Linked DNA regions of Mus musculus: all the other regions are linked to region 1. A link is a contact called in public Hi-C and HiChIP or PLAC-seq data. All regions are on one chromosome and are shown on one strand. Each heading gives the region's core, a stretch centred on a gene start, on an enhancer-like site or on the middle of the called end of the contact. The rest is flanking DNA. Distances are from core to core; before and after follow the strand shown. Region 1 holds the start of Tshz3 (teashirt zinc finger family member 3). Region 2 has its middle 46 kb from the start of Gm36830. Region 3 has its middle 67 kb from the start of Gm36464. Region 4 has its middle 29 kb from the start of Gm36464.

What was found. A called contact is a pair of places that touch in the nucleus more often than the background predicts. HiChIP or PLAC-seq counts read pairs in DNA pulled down with a chosen protein or histone mark.
Region 2: a Hi-C map of uterus shows a contact between it and region 1, with 2.5 times the contacts expected there. The contact joins the enhancer-like site here to the promoter of Tshz3 in region 1. A contact is called at or near these places in 1 of 39 promoter capture datasets (hippocampal neurons), 1 of 484 Hi-C or Micro-C datasets (uterus) and 2 of 115 datasets of contacts at active chromatin or transcription factors (embryonic forebrain and stem cell-derived neural progenitor cells).
Region 3: a contact with region 1 is called in an H3K4me3 HiChIP or PLAC-seq map of craniofacial prominence, with 5 times the contacts expected there. The contact joins the enhancer-like site here to the promoter of Tshz3 in region 1. A contact is called at or near these places in 7 of 39 promoter capture datasets (the 3T3-L1 cell line, cranial neural crest, frontonasal cranial neural crest and 3 more), 1 of 484 Hi-C or Micro-C datasets (uterus) and 14 of 115 datasets of contacts at active chromatin or transcription factors (cardiomyocytes, craniofacial prominence, differentiating embryonic stem cells and 6 more).
Region 4: a contact with region 1 is called in a Hi-C map of the C2C12 cell line, with 2.7 times the contacts expected there. The contact joins the enhancer-like site here to the promoter of Tshz3 in region 1. A contact is called at or near these places in 6 of 39 promoter capture datasets (the 3T3-L1 cell line, cranial neural crest, embryonic stem cells and 3 more), 16 of 484 Hi-C or Micro-C datasets (the C2C12 cell line, adipose-derived mesenchymal stem cells, cardiomyocytes and 10 more) and 16 of 115 datasets of contacts at active chromatin or transcription factors (astrocytes, craniofacial prominence, embryonic basal ganglia and 10 more).

What each region holds. Positions count from the first base shown.
Region 1 is chr7:36,695,928-36,701,156 of GRCm38.p6, forward strand. It overlaps Tshz3 (teashirt zinc finger family member 3), which reads left to right and starts at 2,191. Exons shown (of 2, transcript NM_172298.3): 1 at 2,191-2,362. The coding sequence starts at 2,323. Gm36722 (zinc finger X-linked protein ZXDB-like) reads right to left here and starts at 2,295. Exons shown (of 3, transcript XM_030243157.1): 1 at 1-2,295. The coding sequence starts at 2,183. The coding sequence ends at 936.
Region 2 is chr7:37,044,345-37,049,573 of GRCm38.p6, forward strand. No RefSeq gene overlaps it. Among named protein-coding and RNA genes, the nearest start is that of Gm36830, 46 kb to the right of the region's middle. Within about 2 kb of position 2,632, at least 2 of the 459 cell types and tissues checked have an H3K27ac peak or open chromatin away from gene starts, as enhancers often do. A contact at or near this core is called in uterus, where this site is marked.
Region 3 is chr7:37,008,982-37,014,210 of GRCm38.p6, forward strand. No RefSeq gene overlaps it. Among named protein-coding and RNA genes, the nearest start is that of Gm36464, 67 kb to the left of the region's middle. Within about 2 kb of position 2,745, at least 35 of the 459 cell types and tissues checked have an H3K27ac peak or open chromatin away from gene starts, as enhancers often do. A contact at or near this core is called in craniofacial prominence, liver, second pharyngeal arch cranial neural crest and 1 more, where this site is marked.
Region 4 is chr7:36,970,220-36,975,448 of GRCm38.p6, forward strand. No RefSeq gene overlaps it. Among named protein-coding and RNA genes, the nearest start is that of Gm36464, 29 kb to the left of the region's middle. Within about 2 kb of position 1,767, at least 5 of the 459 cell types and tissues checked have an H3K27ac peak or open chromatin away from gene starts, as enhancers often do. A contact at or near this core is called in the C2C12 cell line, where this site is marked.

The DNA.
Region 1 (5,229 bases), core at 941-3,440:
GGCCTCTGAGGCCGCAGGCATCAGACACCCCAGGCGCACCCACCCACGGGTACGCGACACACACACAGGCAGCTCGGGAGCTCAGCCGCAGCCGGCTTCTGGCTCTCGACTCCGCCCGGGATCCACACCGGGTTAACTCAACTCTCGAGCGCCTAGGCGCTGGAGCCGGCTTTATAGCCCCGGAGGACAGCAGCCACACATCTGCATTCAGGGAGGCGTCTGGACCCAGCCCAAGCCGGCCGGCCGGGGGCGAGCGGAGACTTTTGATCTTACCGGTAGGGTGAGATCTTGGTCTCCTGGTCTATAAGAAAAAGAAAGCACGCTGTGAACTTTTAAAACAAACTTGAAAAACCAACCACAAAGAAAGCATGAAAAAGAGACAGGGCTGAATAAGAGGGAAGAGAAGAATAAGTTTAAAATAAGAGGAAGAAGAAGAAAAAAAGAAGCAAGAAAGGAAGGCCAGGGTTTGCAGCTCCCAGTGCGCTCAGGCAGCTAGTCCTGGGGCGCAGGGTGCCGGCCCTCGGGTAGACTGTGGGCCTCGGGGCTCACGTGGGTTTCAGGGTCCCAGCCGGAGCACCCAGATATAGTGCTGCTCCCGGGAGCTGGGGGCCCAGAGGCCACCCCAGCCACCGCCGCCCAGAGCCCGCTGCGCCGCGGCCGCCCCATTCCCGGCCTAAGAGCTGGCCCAGGGAGACGCAATCGAGCCCGCAGCGCATCGATGCGCCGCCGCCCGCGCCTCTCAAGCTCTGGCTGGCGCTCAGCCGCCACCGCTCGAGGGTCGCCCGCGTGAATTCCAGCCCACCCGCGCCCTCACCACCAGAGTAAGTGAGCCCACGTCGCCCTGTCGCCACCGCAGCCTTCCAGCCGCCTCCTTCCCGGGGCACATCGGCCGAGTCTGCCCGGAGCCTCTGCGACCCCAATCACTCAATCAATAATCAATCCCCTTCGTCCAGAACTGCCCCTAAGCTGGGAGCGGCTGGGGCAGTACCCTGTCCAGGGCGCACCCCGGCGGGGGATGGGCAGGGGAACCCGAGTTTCTTCTCCCTCCCCCGTTCCCGCCTTGGCAACCTCCGACGCAGTGGGTGGGGGGCGCGGCCAGTAGCCCAAGGGGGCGAGACGCGGGGTGCTGAGACGGTGATCGTCCCAAAGTCAGTAAAGGAAACTTGGAGGTGCCCCCTCCCATGCTTACCCCCGAAACAAGCCTGGGAAAGTTTGTGGCGGGGGTGGGGTGGGGGAACGGAAGGAGGTAGCCACTGTAGGTCCCAGGAGGGAAGACCCAGAGCCCACACCCATGTCAGCCCGCACATCTTCTCTCCAGGGCACCCCCGGGGCCCTGGCATCTTTGATAGGGGTACCATCCCAACTAGGGGAGCGCTCTGGGGCTGCACGCGGCGGGTGGAGAGGAGTGTGGGCCGGGAGGGGCAGCCGGGAGCAGCCCGGGGTTGAGACCGGGTGGGGAAGAGGGATGGGCGGGGGCTGTGGGCGCCCCGGGACGCGCTCCGCAGGGCGGACCCCGCGCCTTTGCGAGAGCGCTCGGGGCGGAGACGGAGGGCCAGCTCCGGGTGTCTGGACTTGGGCGGGGGGCCCTGGGCAGGCGTCCGGGCCAGGACCCAGGCTGGGGGCGCCTCCGCGGGCAGGCGAGTGACACGATCATCTCCTTTTCCTTTAAGCTTGCCTGTTGCCGACGCCGCCGCTCCAGCCGCGCCGTGGGCAGAAGACTGGACCGCTGAGCCCCGGGCCGCGGCGGCGGCGGCTGCGCCCCCCCTCCACCCCCCCCCCCCCCATGCCTTGACCTCCCTGCCTGGGGGCGGGAAGCGGGGCAGGACCGACCGGGGTCGCTCCTGGGCTCCTCCTCTCATCTCTCTGCCCGCCTTCTCCTCCTTCACTCCCCGCCCCCCAGCCCCGAACCCCGCGCACCTCGTCTGGGGACGGGGCGGGGGGGGGGCAGGGCGACCGCTCCTCCCCGCCCCCTCCTCCTCGGGCCTCTGGAGCGATTTGTCAAACTTCCCATTCCGCCGGCAGCGCGGTCCTCCTCCTCCTCCTCCTCCTCCTCTGCCTCCTCCTCCCCCTCGCGCTCCTCCTTCCCCGCGCCTCCCTTGCCCGCCCTCCTTCCCTCCGCACGTTCGGGGATCGCGGCGGAGCGCAGCGAGGGGGGGACGCGGAGAGCCGGGGCGCAGCAGCATCCTGCGGGCGGCCGCTCTCCGGGGGGGAGGCTGCGAGCAGGCCCGCCTCGCCCCCCCCCCGCCGCCCCTCCCTCCCTCGGCTCAGCCCGGCAGCGGCGGCGGCGGCGGCGGCGGCGGTGGCAGTCGCGGGAGAAGCATCATGCCGAGGAGGAAGCAGCAGGCGCCCCGGCGCGCAGCAGGTACGAGCGGCTTCCCCTTCCTCCTCCGGTCCTCCTCCTCTTCCTCTGCTCGCGCCGCGCCTCTGGGCCGCCGGCCCCCGCGTTGCTCGCCGCACTCCTCGCCTCTCTCTCATTTTCTGTCTGTCTCTGCGGGCGCTGAGTAACTCCGGGAGCCCGGCTGGCTCGGGGCTCTCCTGCCCGGGTGCGCGCGCCCCCCAGTTGCCCCGCTATGTTCTTCGCTCGACCGGCTCGCACACCCTCCTGGGGACCACCGAGCCGGCTTAGGTCCCCGCCTCTGCCGATCCGGCTGCAGCGGGGAAGGCGCTCTCCAACCCGTGCCTTTTGGTGGGGGGCGGGCGGGGTCACCTGAGTTCTCTGGGACATCTTCCGCGTTGTCCCGGGCAGTACCCGGTGACTACCGGGACCAGAGCGAGCAAGAGTGAGCTAGCGGATCCCTCTGGCCACCTTACTGCTAATTCGATTGATTCTTCATTTATTGGGCCCAAACCCGGTACAGCGGTGGAAACCAGAGCGCACTGGGTCTGGGTATTGTCAGATGACTGTCAGGTCAGTGTTGGATGCTGACATTTCCTCCATTCCTGAATGTCTTCTTACCCCCTCCCTCTCTTTCCGCTGCTGCTCCCTACCCTTTTCTAGCACTTAGTTCTGGGACATATCTGAGTACTCCCCCCTCCCTCTCTTTTTCTGCCAGGAACGTCAACTCCTGTTAGGACTGAGCTGATTTTTTTTTTTTTTTCCTTCTGGAAAAGAGATTCATTGAAAACAAAACAAAACCCACACACATAACATTATTTTGCAATAATGTCGGTTGGGGGCACGTTGGCTGGAAGAAGGGTTTCTGGCCGGTTGCCACCCTTGATTTGATGACTGATTGATCGCCCGTCATGCCTGTGCCTTTGATCTATTCATTCCCAATAAACATCAATAAATCACTTGCAATAGTGAGGCCAAGCTCCGTGACGTCAGGAGGGCCCTGTCAGTGCAACTTCAGGGATTTGGGGCGGCTTGCCGAGAGAGGACCACATATGGACGTGATGTATTTTGATATGAATAACACTCAGACGTGCAGAGGCTCAGACGCTGCCTGAAGGGGAAGGTTGCTTAGGAGTCCTTTTCTTTAATCTTCTTTCTTCTCACTTCTCTTTTGATAAAAGAGGGGAGGGCTGAGCGAAGAAGGGTCACCGAGGTAATGTTCCACGTGCTGGTGGGATACAGGCTAGTGATGGTGCTATGCAGGCTGCTGCTGCTGGTGATTGCCATCAGACCAGCGGGGCTCCCACCTCAGCTGCACTCTGGCCTTCAGTCTCTTTACCAGGGTCACAGGGAAGCAACCATAAGGTACTTCTCCCAGAAGTGTATTGGTCTGACAGTGTTGTGAAGAAACCTTAGGGGGGAGGGGGATTCAACTTGGTTTGGTGCATAGAATGAAGGCATGTTTTCCCTCTGTACTCTCAGTGTTACCCAAATTTAGAAAGTTTGAAGATCCCAACAGAGAGCTCACCTCCTCACTGATGCTGCCTGCTCATCCCACCTCCTCCTTTAAATTCCAAGCTTTTTAGCAGTGAGCTTATCTACCCAAAATAAACTCTAAAACTTTGGAGGCATCCTTTACAAAGTTGGGTAGTAGGAATGTCTTGGGCTTCTTCCAGTCTAGATTTTTTTCTTTCTTTTTCGGGTACACATTTTTTAAGGTATCCGTGCCTCCATCCAATGAAACATATGTGGTTGCATCTTTACATTTATTTTGAACTCTGTAGCTCTTCTTTACTGCTCCACCCAGCCCATAGGACAATTTTCTCAAACGTGCTGTTGGTTTGATTTTTAAAAAAATTTTTTAAATTATTTTTATTATTTTTTAAAGCAACCTGTTCACTAACCTTTTTGCACTTCTAAGCCAGCCAGGAAATCTCAGGTCAGTTAAGGAAAATTCATTATATAAAAACTTGACTGCCCGACTAATGGGAGATGGAAGAATGGCTTTGCTCTATCAAAATGACCCGTCAAAACGACTTTGTTTCATATTTGATTTAATTGTCTCTCTCCTGACAGGCACATTCATCAATAGCTTAATGGTCAATCAGAAGTTGGCAGAATGAGTGCTTTCTTTCTTTCTCATACTCTGGTTTTGGATTTACTTTATCAGAATGCCTCTGCCTAATGGACTCGTGGAGGAGGGGGTGCAGGATGGCTGAAGGGCTCCACACAAAACCATTCCACGGTTAGGATGCTTGTGAGTTGCCCAGGCCAGTAAGTGAGCTGTGCTGTGCAGGATGCCTGCTTTGTTTTGTTTGCTGGTTTGCATAGATGGACTAGGAACTTCTCTGCTTCCCTCCTTTTTTTTTTTTTTTAGTTCTCGAAGCTGCTTTGGTGACATCTTGGGAGCGATAACAAATTGATTGCTTTGTACTGATAGAGAGACGGTGGGAAAAAGAAAGATGTCTGCTGATTGGTGACTGGAAATCCTGTCCACAGCAACCTTGAGAATACTGGAGAGCAACCCACCCACCCCCCCTCCCCAAAACTGAAAGGTCCGCTCAGCCATAAAAAAAGAAAAGTTGTTTTGCCAGCTTCATTAGTGTTCACCTAATTAGCTGTAAACCTGATGGATTCCTGACAGCTTTAATGATTGGAGATGACAAGCTTGACGCAGTGTCATGCAGCAGAATTAGGTTTGCAGCTAGTTTGATGTAATCAAGTTGATATTACACAGTCCTGGCTGCCTTTAGTTGTGCATTAACTCAATTTTCTGCTGCAGGTGACAAATGGGCTTTGGTACCTGGATAATCATGTCATAGGAATTAGGGCCCTTTTAATGGTCTGGGGTAGAATAGCAACCACCAAGCGCCCAGAGCTGGGGAGAGCTTGCA
Region 2 (5,229 bases), core at 1,382-3,881, 350 kb after region 1:
GACCCATCGCTGCCACCTCTTGGTTATCTAATGAGGCCACTGAGCACATCTTTGAGAGTCTGTTTGCTAATTGAGATTACGGTTTCTAACAGTGTTTACTAAAAAAGAGAAGAGAGGGTCTTAGTGGCTCTTCAGAGACATCCCGCCATGCCGTTCTGTTAGCCTCAAGTACCCTGCCCTCTCAAGAGCCTTCATCTCTACAAAAAGCAACAATCATCAGAATAATTATGAAATGGAAACTACTTTCTTTTCTGACTGTGTACCCTGTTTTCCTCCAAGCAAGGGCTCCGCTTTCATCTGGTACATAAAAGAGCAATGGCTCTCTGTTGAAGGAAGACACATGGACTATCTAATTAGCATTAAAATGCTGTCTCTCATCATTAGCTTCATTCACACTGGAGGTGCCAGCTCTCCAGAAAGAAGCACAGAAGCAATGACCCTAAGCTCCCATTTTTCTTTTCTTTTCTTTTAAAAAAGAAAGAAAGAAGGAAAGAAAGAAAATTAAAGAAGTCCAAAGACCGTGATGTGGTGCCCACTTGAGAGGCCCATGGTGCTGAGTCCAGTGCCCGTGGTGACCTCCCCACACCAACTTCAACTGTCTTTTTGTTGTTGTTTTGAGACAGGGTTTCTCTGTGTAGCCCTGGCTATCCTGGAACTCACTCTGAAGACCAGGCTGGCTTCGAACTCAGAAATCTGCCTGCCTCTGCCTCCCAAATGCTGGGATTAAAGACATGCACCACCACTGCCCGGCTTCAACTATTGTTTTTAAAGCTGTGCTTACTTTATTCTTTTTTATTATTTATTTTCTTTATTTATATTTCATGTATTATCCCCTTTCCTAGTCTCCCCTCTGAAAATCCTCTATCCCCCCACTGTTTCCCAACTCACCCACTCCTGCTTCCTGACCCTGGCATTCCCCTATACTGGGGCATAGAACCTTCACAGAACCAAGGACCTCTCCTCCCATTGATGACCGACTAGGCCGTCCTCTGCTACATATGCAGCTAGAGCCATGAGTCCCACCATGTGTTTTCTTTGATTGGTGGTTTAGTCCCAGGGAGCTCCTGAGATACTGATTAATGTTCAAGAGAGTTTTGCCTGCATTATTGCTGCACACCACATGCTTGATGCACCCATGTAGGCCAGAAGAAGATGTCAGATGTCCCTGAACTGAAGTTTCAGATGGTTGTGAGCTACCATGTGGGTGTTGGACGCTGAGCACAGGTCCTCTGCAAAATCAGCAAGTGTTCTAACCTCTGATCATTCTCCCCATACCAGCTCCCCTACCCCCGAGTGCTTTCTGACACCAAAAGCCCCAACACAAACACACCTGCCACCATTTCTGGGTGTTTTTCTACCCTTGAATATTACCAAAAGGACTTGCAAACACTGTAGTATATCTAGAGCTGTAGTGTATCCATGCAAGTTTCAAACCGAGCCCAGTAGGACAAAATTTGAGGTACTCTTTGAGATGCAGGTATTGCAGGTCTTATACTCAGCTTCAGAGTAGACTCTAGGTAGCCCTTGGTGAATGGGGTCTAACCTCTAGCTGGAATGTATTAGGTTGACTCAGAGACATACAGAGGTCTAAACTGGTCTGGCATGGAAGATATTTGATATTTAAGGACTGGCTGGGGCCAGATGATACCACAATATCCATGATTACATCGTTTCTATGGATACAGCCCTATCTACTGAAGGGGCTCTCTCATTGCTGCCAAAAGCCAATGGCATTCTCTCTTTTTGTGTTGTTGTTCTTGTTGTTTTGCTGAAACATCTAGTGAGGTAGCCTGGGCTAACCTGGACCTTCCTATGTAACTGAGGCTGGTCTTCTCGAATCTTGGAATCCCCCTCCTTACTCCTCCCAAGCGCCGAGGCTACAGGCACACCCCACACCTGGCTGTAGTGGCATCCCATTTATATCTCCTCTATCTATTAAAATAAGAAACCTGTTGGGCTCCTTGATTGCTGTGACGTCTCCTGAGAGAGATTCCCAGCAGAAGACAGTACGATATATTTTCAAAACACATTACAGGAGCACTCCAGACACATCCCAATCCTCTGTGGTCCTGAAGAATGAAATTCTCCCATTTCATCAAAATACTGCAAGATTGAGGGACATAACCATGGGTTTCCATTCCTCCTGTGCCACTTTCTTGTTGGGTTTCTCTTATTCTGACTCCCTAGTTAGGATATCCCTTCCTCAAATGCTCTCTGAGCAACTATGAGAGAGCCGGCTGAACTATCAATACTAGCAACACTTCTGAGCTTTAAAGCCGGGATTTACTAAGCTAGCAGAAATCCTAAATCAGAAGTCTCAGCAGACACTGGTGTGTGCAGGCTTCCTGTGCTCTTCAAAGGGATGCCTCCAATGCCCACGTCATCCTTAGAGTCCATAGATTTTTTTTTATTCTAGATTCTGATCTCCATATCGAGCTTCTGGGTCCTTCTAGGATCCAGCTATGTGGGAAAGCCTCTGGCCATCCTTTATCTCTTGTAGTTTTTTCCTCTTCCCTCTTTCAACTTCCTTTCTTCCTTTAGTTGCTGTGTGAAACGGTTATTGTAGTAAGAACCAGTTAGAAAAGTGACTCAGTTCTTTCTTCCTTGTGTCTGCACTGCTGGAATGCAGCTCTGCTCCTCTTCCAGTAAGAGACAGAGTCTGTTTTCCTTCCCCTTGAATATGAATACACTGTTGTGTCAAGGTTCAAATAACGTAATAAATGAGAGGGCACATGAGTTCCAGGGCTAGGCTTCTCAAGATGCTTTCAGGAATTTTAAATTTCTTCCTCCTCCTTTTCCTCATCCTCGTCTTCATCTTCCTCCTAGTACTTTTATTCTTTCTCTTCTTTCCCTTCTTGTCATTTTATGTGCATGGGTGTTTTGCCTGCATGTATGTCTGAATACCACATGCATGCCGGGTGTCTGCAGAGGCCAAAGAGGATGTCAGATTTCCTAGAACTTGAGTTCAACTAGGTGATCAGCCATCATGTGGGTACTGGGAATTGAGCCTTGATTCAGAAGAGGAGAAGGCAGTGCTTTTATTAGCCGCCGAGTCATCTCTGCAGCCCAGCTTTTAGGATCTCTTGAGAAAGATCCCAGGCGCTTTTGGTAGAAGATAAGAGAACGTACGCAGCAGAGTCAAGTTGGTTAAGTCCTTTCTGCAGCAGCTACGCTATACAGGCAAGTCTCATGCTTAGTCTCACCTCGTCTGAGCAAAATCACCCACCTGAGCCCTAGACGCATGAGAAACCATGTGGTTCTGGATATCAAGTCTTCCCATTGGGAATCGTGATGCCGTGACAGCAAACAGACACAGAAATCTGCTTCTGAAATTGGGCAGCAATGCATTTGGGACAGAGGGACCTACAGGGGTTGAACAAACATCCAGGAAACTTGCTTGACAAAGGCAGGAAAAAAAGATGTTTAGGAAATGATTCAAGGAGAAAGAAAATGAGCCACTTTGGTTAAGAAATGACCAACTGGAAAAAATGCACCTCTGTGGTATGGAGCAAGATCAGATATACACTGATCTACTTAGGGCTTTGGAAAGATGATTTTTAGGAAGTTTTGAAGGTAGTATTTGGTTCTGCCTGGGTGATATGATAAGAATTAGAAAGAAAAAAATACTAATAAATGTTAAAGAAAACAGTGACCAGTTTACAGTGAAAGAATTTTGTCAACTTTAGAGGGCAGTAAACGTGATGGATTAGAAGACGATTCTTTTATCTCTCTTCTCCCTGGTGGAAGAAATAGTCCCAGAACCTGCGGTGTTTCTGCTCCTGGTTCTGTGTGAGATGAGGAGGCATGCTTTACCGATTCCTTCCACTTCTTGTAAGCATTAAGTCTAAGCATTAACACATGGAAAAGCCAGGTAATAACTTAGAAAGCAAATGTTGAAAGATGGGGAAAGAAGACCAGAGTTCAAGGCGCCATCCAGTTGGTGGACTGCAGGACCATCACAAAGGTTATATCTTTGGAATCCGTCTCAGAAAGAGGAGGAATAAGGCAGTACTATAGAAGAATGAGAAAAAAAAATATGGCTGAAAACTTTCCAAATCGACAAGTATAAACTTCAAAGCTAAACAAACCCAAAACAAGAGGGGGGAAAAGAAGAAAAAGAAACACACACACAAATCTATGCCAAGTCGCATTATAATTAAGCATCTGAAAATTAAACAGACTTAAAACTTGAAACAAGCCAGAGAAATAATATATTGCTCATGGTAATAAAATGAGCGTACAAACTCAAAAGACGACAGATTTCTCTTTAGAAAGCAAAAAGGTCAGAAGGAAGAGATGAATGTTTTTTCAAAGGCTAAAATTATTGTCAACCCTTAAAATATACATTGAACAAAGAAATTCTTTAGGAACAAGGAGAAAATAAAAATGGGAGATTAGGGAAACAATGGGACTTTGGCACTGTGAGGTTCTCCCTAGTAGGAGATTCACTAAACAGAAAGAAAATAGTGGAAGAAGGACTCTTAGAACAGAGGGGAAACAGGAAAAATATGGTAAGGCAAAGATGCAGGCCAATAAAGTACATTTACTTCTCTTAATGATAACCCAGGGGCCACCAAATTGTATTCCACAATGTGACATGATTGCCAATGCATGCAAGCAATGTTTATGCCCATTGTAAATGCTGAATAAGAAGATAAATAAATTGTAAGGTCGCTACACTTTGTGTTAGTGGCAAAATGCAGATATTAGACATCCAGGTTAGTTTGCATTGTCAATTTGACACAACATGCTGTTCCCTGAGAAAAAAACTCCGTTGAGGAATTTCCCGGATCACACTGGCCTGTGATTATGTTTGTGAGAGATTGTGTTGACTGAGGATTGATGTGGGAGGGCCAGCCCACTCTGGGTAGCACTATCCCTAGGCAGATGGGAGTAGGAATACAAGAAAGCTAGCTGAGTCGGAAACCAGTGAGGGAGCCAGTAGGCACTGGTCTTTCTGTTTTCTGTTTCTTTTCTGGCCTGATTTCCCTCAGTGAGGGACCACAACCTAGAAGTGCAGGATGAAATAATTCTCTTCTTTCCTAAGCTGCTCTGGGCATGGTGATAGCAACAACACATAGCAAGCTAGAACACAAGTAGACTAAATAACAAATACTATACACTAAGCACAACCATGAAAAAAACCTACTTGTCAAATATGCTGTAGGTCAGTACTTCTCAACCTTCCTAATGCAGTGACTGTTAAATACAGTTCCTCATGGTGTGGTG
Region 3 (5,229 bases), core at 1,495-3,994, 310 kb after region 1:
CCACACATGTGTTAGCTTTCTGTAAATACAGAAATTTGATATTGTCATTGAAATTACTCACTGCAATTGAAATGAGATAAATAATAAGCCCTGTGGCATTTGTTCATTAAAACGCTATTAAAAGGAAACGTACTCGCTTCCTGTAGCGAACGTGGTCACTCAGAACTGCATTGCATTGACTTCTGGTTAGCAGTGAACTTCAGCCAGGTCCCAGCCTGGATCCCAAAGCTCACTTTTCCACTCCCCATCACCTGGCTCTGAGTGGAAGAGGGAAGCTGTCTGTAGTCTGGGAGCTGAGGCCACTGGAGGTGGCCTGACTTCCTCAGGAAGAGCCTGACCACTCAAATTTCTTTCCCATCCCTCCCAGAGGAAGCATCATATCCTGGATGGACACTCACCATTTCACCTGCTAACCACTGCCTTCAGTTTGGTCATCTGTACAAAGCACTGGTGTGTGCCTCCCAGGCCGGGTAAGGGCATGGACCCTGTTAGAGTCCTGTCGGGCCTACTTTGGAGTTCAAGTGCATATGTGGGCATGTATGTAAAGAAGAGGAAGTGCCGAGTGTCTTCCTTAGTCTTTCTCCAGCTGACATACCGAGTCAGGATCTTCCATGGAGCCCGGGGCTCTCCAGTTCAGTTCAAAGGATGCTCTGTCCTCTCCTCCTGTGTGTTGGGACCATAGGCAGGTTGCTATGCAAACTGCAGTTTGTTTCAGTTTTGGGGACTCCATGGTCTCTGTCCTTCACACAGTAAGTGATTTACCCACTGAGCCATGTACTTACTTACTTAACTTGTAGACTCTCTCTGTCTCTCTGTGTCTCTCTTTCTGTCTCTCTGCCTTTGTCTGTCTCTCTGTCTCTGTCTGTCTCTGTCTCTCTCCTCTTTTTACCCCCTTCTTTCTGCGTGCACATGTGTAAGTCAGAAGACAGCTTACTGGAGTTAGTTCTCTCCTTCTGTCATGAGTTCTATGTAACTCAGGTTACATAGCTTTGAAGCTAGTGTCTGCACCCATTGAAATTCCCAGCCTGCTCCTAAGCGTTAGATTCTTAATTCCCAGTTGAAAGGCCTACTTTGGGAAGTTTTGAAACCTTAAGGACAATGGAGCCTGGCTGGCCAAAAAAAAAAGTCACTATGAGTGTGAACCTGTGGGACCTTATAGCCTGGTCCCTAGTTCTAGCTTTGCTTAGTGGTCTGCTGAGGCCATTCTTCCCTACTGAATGTTCCATCCCTATGGACCAAGACTCACTGTCACGCCCTCCTCTTGATGGACCCAGGCCCTCTCACGCTCAACTCCCTTGAGTTGTTTATGTCAAGTGTTTTAGTCACAGTGGAGCCAAGATAAATAGCCGCTGAGAGCGTGTTCTCAGTGGACCCCATAGCTCTCCACTGCTGTGGCTTCCAGTGCTCATGTTGAAGTAAAATTATCAAACTCAAATGATTCTGCTTTTCTGTTGTCGCAATAAACACCATGGCTAAAAGCAACGTGGGGGTGAAAGGGTTCTTTTCAACTTACAGGTCCATCACTGAGGGAAGCCAGGCCAGGAACCTAGAGGCAGGAACCAACACAGAAGGCATAGAAGGACACTGCTTACTGGCTTGCTCTCCATGTCTGTCAGTCTGCTTCCTTATACACCCCAGAACCACCTGTCTACGGATGGTACTGCCCTCCTACACGGGTCATCAACCAAGAACTGCTACACACGTGTCTACAGGCAGATCATCCATGGAGGCATTTTCTCAACTGAGACTTTCCCCCTCCTCAAATGGCTACAGCTTGAGTCACGTTGACATAAAACTAAGGAACACACATGCAGTTCAGTTCACAGGTTAGAGTGCATCCCCAAGAAAAGTCAGAGCAGGAACTCAAGGCAAAAACCCAAAGGCAGGGACTGATGCAAAAACCCAGGGCGGTGTGATACTGACTGGCTTGCTTCATGGCTCCTGCCCAGCAAGCTTTAGAATTCAGTCCGGGCCAAAGGCTGTTCCTTGGGATGGTGCTATCCGCATTGGGCTGGGATCTCCTACATCAGCTAACAACTAAGAAAATGACTCCCCAGACATGCTCAAAGGCCAATCTGCTGGAGGCAATCCCTCAAGTGGGCTTCTCTCTTCCCAAATGTGTCAGAGTGGCAGCCACAACTTGCTATCACCAAAGGATGCCCAGACCTCTGAGGGCAGGTGGGATTTTATAGGACTTGCTAGCATTCAGACCTTCTTCCTGGACAGACACAAGCAGTTAAGGAATTGTTTCATTTCCTTGCCCAGCCCCGCCTTCTGTTCTTCCTGTTTCTCAACAAGGTCAAGGCCACAGCGGTAGCACATTCTGCACAGATTTGATACAAACACACCAGTGTGAGCCTGGTGGGAGACAGGGAGTAAGGAGGCAGTTTAGCCTCTCTTCCCATTCACAGAACATCTTAAACCACTTCAGGGGGCTCAGGAAGGCTGGGCTGGGCCTTGCCAAACCTCCTTCCCCTTCATTTTCAGACCCAAGTGTATTCTACAGGAAATGAAACCCACATGTTTCTGATCACTTATACTTAAATCATCAAAATATTGCCTTTTGGGGGCTTTGTGTGTCATGAAACCCTCGGAACCTTTCTCCCAGCGGTGTGCGCTGCCTAGGGGGAAGATAAACAGGAAACTGGATGTGCAGAGGGCATCCCTGATGACCCTGGGCTGGCTCCGTGGAGCTGAGACCAGACCCTCCTCCTGCACAGGGCTGGAAAACCTGGGCTTTGCCAAACATCTGGGCTCCATCCCTACCTTGTGTCTGTCTCGCTCTGAGATGTTGGGCACAGCCATTTAACCTCCCGGGGCCTCAGTTTCCTCCTAAGTCCATGGGACTTTTTGGAGGACTAATTTGATTAGAATCGGAACATGAAGAGGAAAAGAATCTTAAGAGATGTGTCCACACAGCACCATGTGTGGCCCTGATTCCTTTCACATTTCAAGCTGACTGCGATTCATTTCATCACGGGGTATTTGACTTTCTGTGTGCCTGCATTGGGGAATCTCAAATGATACCGAAACATCGGCGTTTCACTCTTTCTTTTCTTTCTTCCTCTTTTTCTTTTCTTTCTTTTCTTTCTTTCTTTCTTTCTTTCTTTCTTTCTTTCTTTCTTTCTTTCTTCCTTTCTTTCTTTCTTTCAATGTTAGTTATATTTTAAAAATCTATACTGTATCTTTTAGAAACATTTTTTCTTCTCTATAAATACATGCTTTATTCTTACTATTATTGAATTTGGAATTAAACTTTTCTTTCTTTCTTCTTTTAAAAAAGATTTATATTTTCATTTTCTGAGTATGTGGGTGTGCCTGCTTGTATTCATGTAAACTGTTGCATGCAGTGCCAGTAGAGGCCAGAAGAGAGTGATGGGTCCCCTAGGACTGGAGTCACAAGTGATTGTGAGCTGCCATGTGGGTGCTGGGAAATAGAGCCTAGGTCCACCGCAAGAGCATCAAGTGTTCTTAACCACTGAGACATCTGTCTAGCCCTATCTTTTCCTTTTTAAAATTGTTTTAGTGTAGTTATAAAAATGGATTGGTTTGGCTGTGTCTTAATACATGTAGACAATATGATTCTAATTCTCATTGCCTCTCTTACCTCAAGACACCTCCCCACTACCCACTGGTCTTCCCAAATATCCCTCTTCTCTTTATATATCTTTCTTTGTTTTAAAAATCTAGATGCTGCACACAAGCAGAAACCCTTTTTGACTTTGGCTTATTTTCCTCCAGTTCCATGCTTTGTCTTGAGCATGATGTGGTTTCACTGTTCTATGAGGCTGAATATATCTAGTGTGCATGTGCAGGCCACATTTTCTTCGTCTATGAACCTGCCTATGGACCTCTAGTTTAGTGTCATAGCTTGACTATTGTGAGTCACACGGTAGCAGCCATGGCTGGGCAGGTATCCCTGTGCTGGGCTCAGGCTAGCTTGATGGAGCTTTTTACTTTGAACCATTTGAAGTTGCATTTTGTGCCAGCCATGTCTACCAAACTACGAAAGCTGCACTTCCGTGTAGCTTGACCTGGAATGAATGTATGTGCCTGTATTGGTGTGAGGGGGTGCTCCTAGTCATGGAGCACTCTACCCTTTATAGTTTGAGATCTGCCCATTTAGTAGGTTCTTAAAGGGAACCTTTCATTGTGACATTTGCATATACATGCATGAAGTACTCTTAATCCTGGCCACCTGTCTCCCTCTTCCTCCCCCTTCTCTTCTGCCTTTTCTTCCCCGCCATGCCCCTTTACTCTCATGCACTTTGTCCCAGATTCCACAGACGGCAGAAAACATGCAGTGTTTGTCATTGTGAGCCTGTCTTCTTTTGTGCAGCACAATAATATTCCTTTTGCTTTGTTCTCCTTCAGACACACCATTTCGTTCTTCATGGTTGAGTATAACTTCATTTAGACTGCATTCTTTTCCCCCTGTTGATGGACACCTAGCCTGGTTCCATACATTGGTGGTTGTGGCCCTTCTAATAAAATAAGCATAATTGCATAGGTGCCCCTATGCTGAATTTGATTCCTTTGTGTGTTTATACCAAAGCCATATAACTGGATCACGTGGAAGTTTTTTTTTTTATTATTATTATTATTTCTTGTCTATTGTCCATACTGATTTCTTTACTGGCTACTCTGACATTCTCATCAGGAGTAGAGAGAGAAAAAAAACCCTCTACATTTTTGCCTGTGTCTTACTTTTCCTTGGTTGACAGCTGTTCTGACTTGGGTGCTGTGGAATATCAACGTGGGCTGAGTTTATACTTCCCTAATGGCTGAGATTGTTGAACACCTTGTCATGTGTTTCTTGGCCACTGGTCCTTCGTTTGAATGCAGTTATTCAGATCTTTTCCTCCTTGTTGTTTAGTATTTTACTTGGTTAGTTATTCTGGATAGTAACTCTCTCTTGGATAAATACTTAGGAAAAGCTTCCTCCTACTCCGGGGTGGTCACCTCATTCTACTGATTTCTTTTTAACTGTACAAAAGTTTTGTAATATAAAAACCTGTCGCTGTTGTTTTTTTTTTTCCTATGCAAACAACAAACTTTCTGACAAAGAAAATAAATAATTTCCCATAAAGGCCTCAAAAGAATAAAATAAAATAGGGTTAAACTGAGCCAAGGCGAAAGATCTCTGCAATTAAAATCTGACTGTGGTGAAGAAATTGCAGAAAACACTCAGAGATAGGAAGGCCACCCATGATCACAGTCCAGCTCTCC
Region 4 (5,229 bases), core at 517-3,016, 270 kb after region 1:
TAGTCCAGAATCCAGTTAGCACAAGCTTGCAGAGGAAATACTGTCTCCTGGAGAGAAGTTTTCAATGAGCACCACCGTGCATCATCACTGGGGAGAGGACCAGGTTCACACGAGGGAGGAGCCTGAATCAAGACTCTGCCCCAGTACTGTGGTGAGGAATATCAGAAAGCTCCTTGTTGATCTCCTCCCTGCCCCAAGAAAATTCCTCCACCCCCCCCACACACACACCAAACCTACCCCCAAAAGCACATCCTTTGTGAACTCTGCAGTGGCTGCTGGCAGAGAACTCTCTGTGACGCTGGTGACCCACCTCAGCACTGCCTTACTCTGATACCGTTACAAAGAAGAAAGGATTGCATTCGCAGCAAGAATCTCTGAACAAAGCGAAACAGATGAAGGCAATAACGTCTGAAGTGCCACATTTCGGGGACTCAGTTTCCACTCTGCCCCCTGTTGTCCTTGACTCTGACCCCGCCACTGCACCATGCCAGTCTGGCTGTGCTGGCATTGCCAACTTAGGGCTTATCTTTTTGTTTTGTGCTTCTTTGGGAAAAAAAAAAACAACCAAAAACCAAAAACCTTTTCTTTTCTACGATCTCTCCTCTAACTTGCCCAGCGAGTTTTATTTTTAAGCCATCAATTACTCAAACTTTGGGTGCCTATCTATCCTCAGCCATCTGGACCCCATACCTTATTTTAAAGCATGTTCAAATAATGACAACCTTCTTCTCTCAATTAATTTATGGGCTGTGGGGACCATTTTTCATTTGTTATCATGCACTCCCATTTGATCTCCCGTATCTTTCTTCAGCATCTGCAAGTGTGGTATATAAATCTTCCACTCCAGCATTGTCATGGTGTCCGAGATATATAGGTACGACTCCCTATTAGTTCCACAAAAGTGACCTTAATTTCTAAAAATGGTATCAGATGCGAATAAAGTTTGGTAAGATGATTTGTTTTGATTTACTTCATACCACTTATCTTGGAGTTTTCTTCCTACTTTTCTTTAATCTAATTTAGGCAGTAGAATCTTGTGTGCTGGGTTACAGTTTATCCATTACCTTCCCGCCAATGCTGTTCCTTAGAGAGAGATGGGGCTGGGAGATTTGGGCTGTGGATGATAATAAAAAGGCCTGTGGACATGCCTTAAGCCCGTTGCTGTTGTTTCCTGCTTTGTTTAAGCTGACCTCCAAGCTTGAATATCTTTTTTTTTATTGCAGAAATGTGAATTTTTTTTTCACATGCCAGGATGATACCACTGTATATCGGTTAGGAGATGCAAAAGCTGAAATTAAGGATGAAGATCTTCTCTTCTGCAGCTCGGGTGATGATGGGCGTGTTGAGAAGATACACAGCTCTCACCATTAGGGAAAGCCACATTTGGATTACTTAAGGGCTGTGGCTTATAGACACCCCCACCCCGTGAGTGTGTGTTTTGTTTTACATAAACAGACTTCCGCCCAAACTAAAGAATGCTAATTAAGCAAAAAACACGGCCAGATGTTTATTAACACTCTCAGGTTCCTGGGATTTGGAGAATATGCAGTTTTCATGAACTAATTTTAAAAGGGAAACACCTTTATTGGAATAACAGCCAATTATAGTTGCCGACTTTGCCCCTTCTCTTTCTGCTGGTGGAGTTGGGGGAGGAGGGGTCCCACCTAGTGGAGAGATGGATGGCATCTGCCCACATCCTGGCATTGCTGGCTCCGCATACATGCACACCCGCTCATGGGTGTGGCCTTCAGCCACACACCAGAATTGCTCTATGTGGAGTCAGAAACACGCCCATGCGTACCCACAAAACGAACCATGGGTGGGTCTGTCGTCTGGCCCATTTGGTTTCTGTTCTCTCTCTCTCTCTCTCTCTCTCTCTCTCTCTCTCTCTCTCTCTCTCTCTCTCTCTCTCTCTCTCTCTTCCTCCCTCCCCCTCTCTCTCCTTTGCATGATCCATTCCCCTATCTGCCTGGAGACTTTCAGAGAGGACTCTGTAAGACACAGAATGTCTCTAGAATGTCAGAAGAGGGGCTGTCAGGCTTCCTCCACGTGGTGACTTCACTCTTGGTCCTGGACTCAAACCGTGGAGCAATAAAACAGAGCAGCATCATATAACACTCTGTGTTTCATAAGACAAATATTGCCGTATGCATTCTCGTCCCTTGTACTATGTTAACTGTAGAAAGAAATAGAAACAGTTTTAGTGACCCCCTGGGACCTATAAAGGCTATTTCTGAGTCTGAATCTTGCTGTTTAATTTAATCATTTATTATATTAATATTCAAATGGGCTGCATCTTATTAGCTACTGCAAAGATGTTAGTATGTCTGAAATAAATACCTAATTATGCTTTTGAAGAGAGGGCTTCTAAAGACTTGGGTATGTTTGTGCCTAATAGAACAGTTCATTTGCAGGTTTTTCTGCAGAAATCAGCAGTTTGAGGCTTTCTCCCCCCTTCTTTCTCTTTTAAGAAAATAAAAACAGGGATTGAAAATCTGAGCAGAGATTTCAAGAGCAGATCCGGGTTCTCCCAGCTCCCAAGCAGCCTTGAGACTATGGGGTTTTGTTCTCTGCGCCCGGGTGAGCGTCCACTTCCAAATGACCACTGCTCTCAGCTCAATGGCACATTAATACAATTAACTGTTTTAATCAGATGACCATGAAATTAGATATGTTCTTATTCAAAGGGGGGAGGGGAACAAATGAGGAAATATATATTTTGAACCCTATATGCTAATATTTTTTAACATGACGGTTTCATTATTTTCTATCTGCAGTCTCTGGCTTTCTCCCCCCTTTCCTCCCTTCCTCCCTCCCTCCCTCCCTCCCTCCCTCCCTCCCTCCCTCCCTCCCTCTCAATTCCCAGTGCAAAATCAAAATCTTATGTAGGTCATTGATTTTTACATCCACAGACAATGGACACCACCAGCAACTTGCAGATACCAGCCCACCCTGTGTGGAGTTAGGAACCAAGACATAAAGCCACATATGCTCTGTGGGGTGTGTGTGTGGGGTGGGGTGGATGCCCAGCCCTGTGTCTTGGTGAACTGCTCCTGGTGCATCCGAGGCCAGAGGCTGGCAGGATCAGCGGCGAGTCCATTTTGCTAATGCTCAACATTAGCTTCATGAGGATGGATTATGCCGCTGGCATAATATACACAAACGGTGATGATAAATTCTAAACTAAATGTACACACTGCATTTGGTGCAGTGGAGAAATTAGTGGTAAGTGCACAAGTTACAGTCTGAGAAACTCGGAATTACACATCACCATCTTTCCAAAGTAACTGCCACCGGATTCGCCATCACTCTCTCATTTTATTTCCGGAGATTACTAAAATGGTGTGTCTACTAACGCCCAATTATCTGCTTCACAATCATCCCAACCCCCGGCCCCCTAGATGGATGTGAGAGCCAAAGGTTAAAACCCTGGGTCTGTGGCCGAGAGACTTCTAAGGCTGGGAGGATGCCTCTGTTCCCCCTTGCTGACCTCCATTTAACCTTTAAATTGACCTAGAACGAGTTTATTTTCCTTCTTCTCACATGGATGCATGTCCCACGAGAGGGGACCCTCTCTTCCTGGGTGGATAATTATATTGCGGCTGAGATCGCCTTTCAGCTGCACAGTGCTGCTCCCAGCTGAGATGGCCACTGGCACCTCCCTGCCCTGCCTCTCTCCCTCCCTCTGAAGATCTTTGCTATGCACCTCCTGAGTACTGGGTCCCAGCAGGTTTATGGTGCCTGTGTAGTCCCTGGGGATTTGCTATGGAGGTAAAGAACCACGACTGAGCCTGTAGGTGACTGAGGGTCTCTGGAAGCAATGACTGCGGTTCCCTCCCACACATGAGTGTGTCATTTCTGGTCCTCGTTGTTCTAAATGACTTGATTAGTGTATTTCCTGTCTTCTGTGGAAGCTGGCCAACTGGCTCTTCAAGAGTGGGAGAAATCCACAAAGCACTTCTTCAATGGGTGCTCAGCCTGAGCCGAACCCCAGGGATGGGCTCTGCAGGCCCTGCATCCCTAGAAACCCGAAGGAACCACTGCCTTTTGCAATTCAGTCTCCAGCAGCTTATCCCATGCAGGAGGGGAAGGAGGCAGCAGACAGACACAAGCCTATTACCCTAATGGAGTGGAGGCCTGAGTGGAGAAGGCTTACAGGGTGCCTTGTCCCCAGTCCTCAGGCCATCGAGACCATAGCATCTACACCAAAGCTTCCAAGACCAGCTGGGCATGGTAGCAGATCCACTTGAGAGGCAACCAAGGCCGATGGATCTCTGTATGTCTGAGGCCAGCCTGCTATATGCCTAGTCAGGGCCTACCCTTTAACCCCATCTCAAAAAAAAAAAAAAAAAAAAGGAAAAAAGGAGGGAGGGAGGAAGGAAGGAAGGATGGGAGGGAGAGAGGAAGGGAGGATGGAAAGGAGGAAGGGAGGGAAGGGGGAGGGAGAGAGGAGAGAGAGACAGAGACAGACAGAGACAGAGACAGACAGAGACAGAAAGGAAAAAGACCCTAATGCTGTCCCCAGCAGCTGAGACGCTCCCTGGTGGCGATTGTCTGAAGTTCACCTAGAGGCCTTTTCTAGAGTCACTTGTGAGGCATGAGTGGGAAACAGGAAGGATAAAGGACCTTAAGCATGATGAATCTGGGGCGCAGCCTACAAGAGGTGGCTAGACCAGTGCCCGTCTTAGGTTATTCCTTCCTCTCCTGCTGGCTTGGGAGGGCTAACAGGATCCCTACTTCCAGACCTCTTCATTTTCCAGGAAGGGAAGGGCAGCGCGTCCAGCAGCTCACACCTCCAGATAATAACAAAAGCCTGGGCCCTTTCCCAGTCACCTGACCGTACACGCAGCTTATTTCACTTATGGAACTGATTCTGTCACCATCTTCGCTGGTCCTGGAATTTAAGATCTTAATACTAATAATACTAATAAATATTTTTAATGAAAAGATAAAAGATACTAAGTTTATTTGATGATTTTTACAAGGTAAAAATATAGACTCTGATGTTTAAAATTATTAAGAGTTTTAAGACAGTAAAATCAGAGCTTTTACCAGCGAGATGTCACTGTAATTACAGAGCCATGTGTGGTGACAAGTCTCACACACATCCATGCAGTCATCCTGAAGAGACCTTTTTTCTGAGTAAACCCTTGTATACTCAGAACATCAAGTTGCATACCGCAAGTGCTCAATACATGCTGAAGAACAACGCCCCGCCCCCACCGCCCG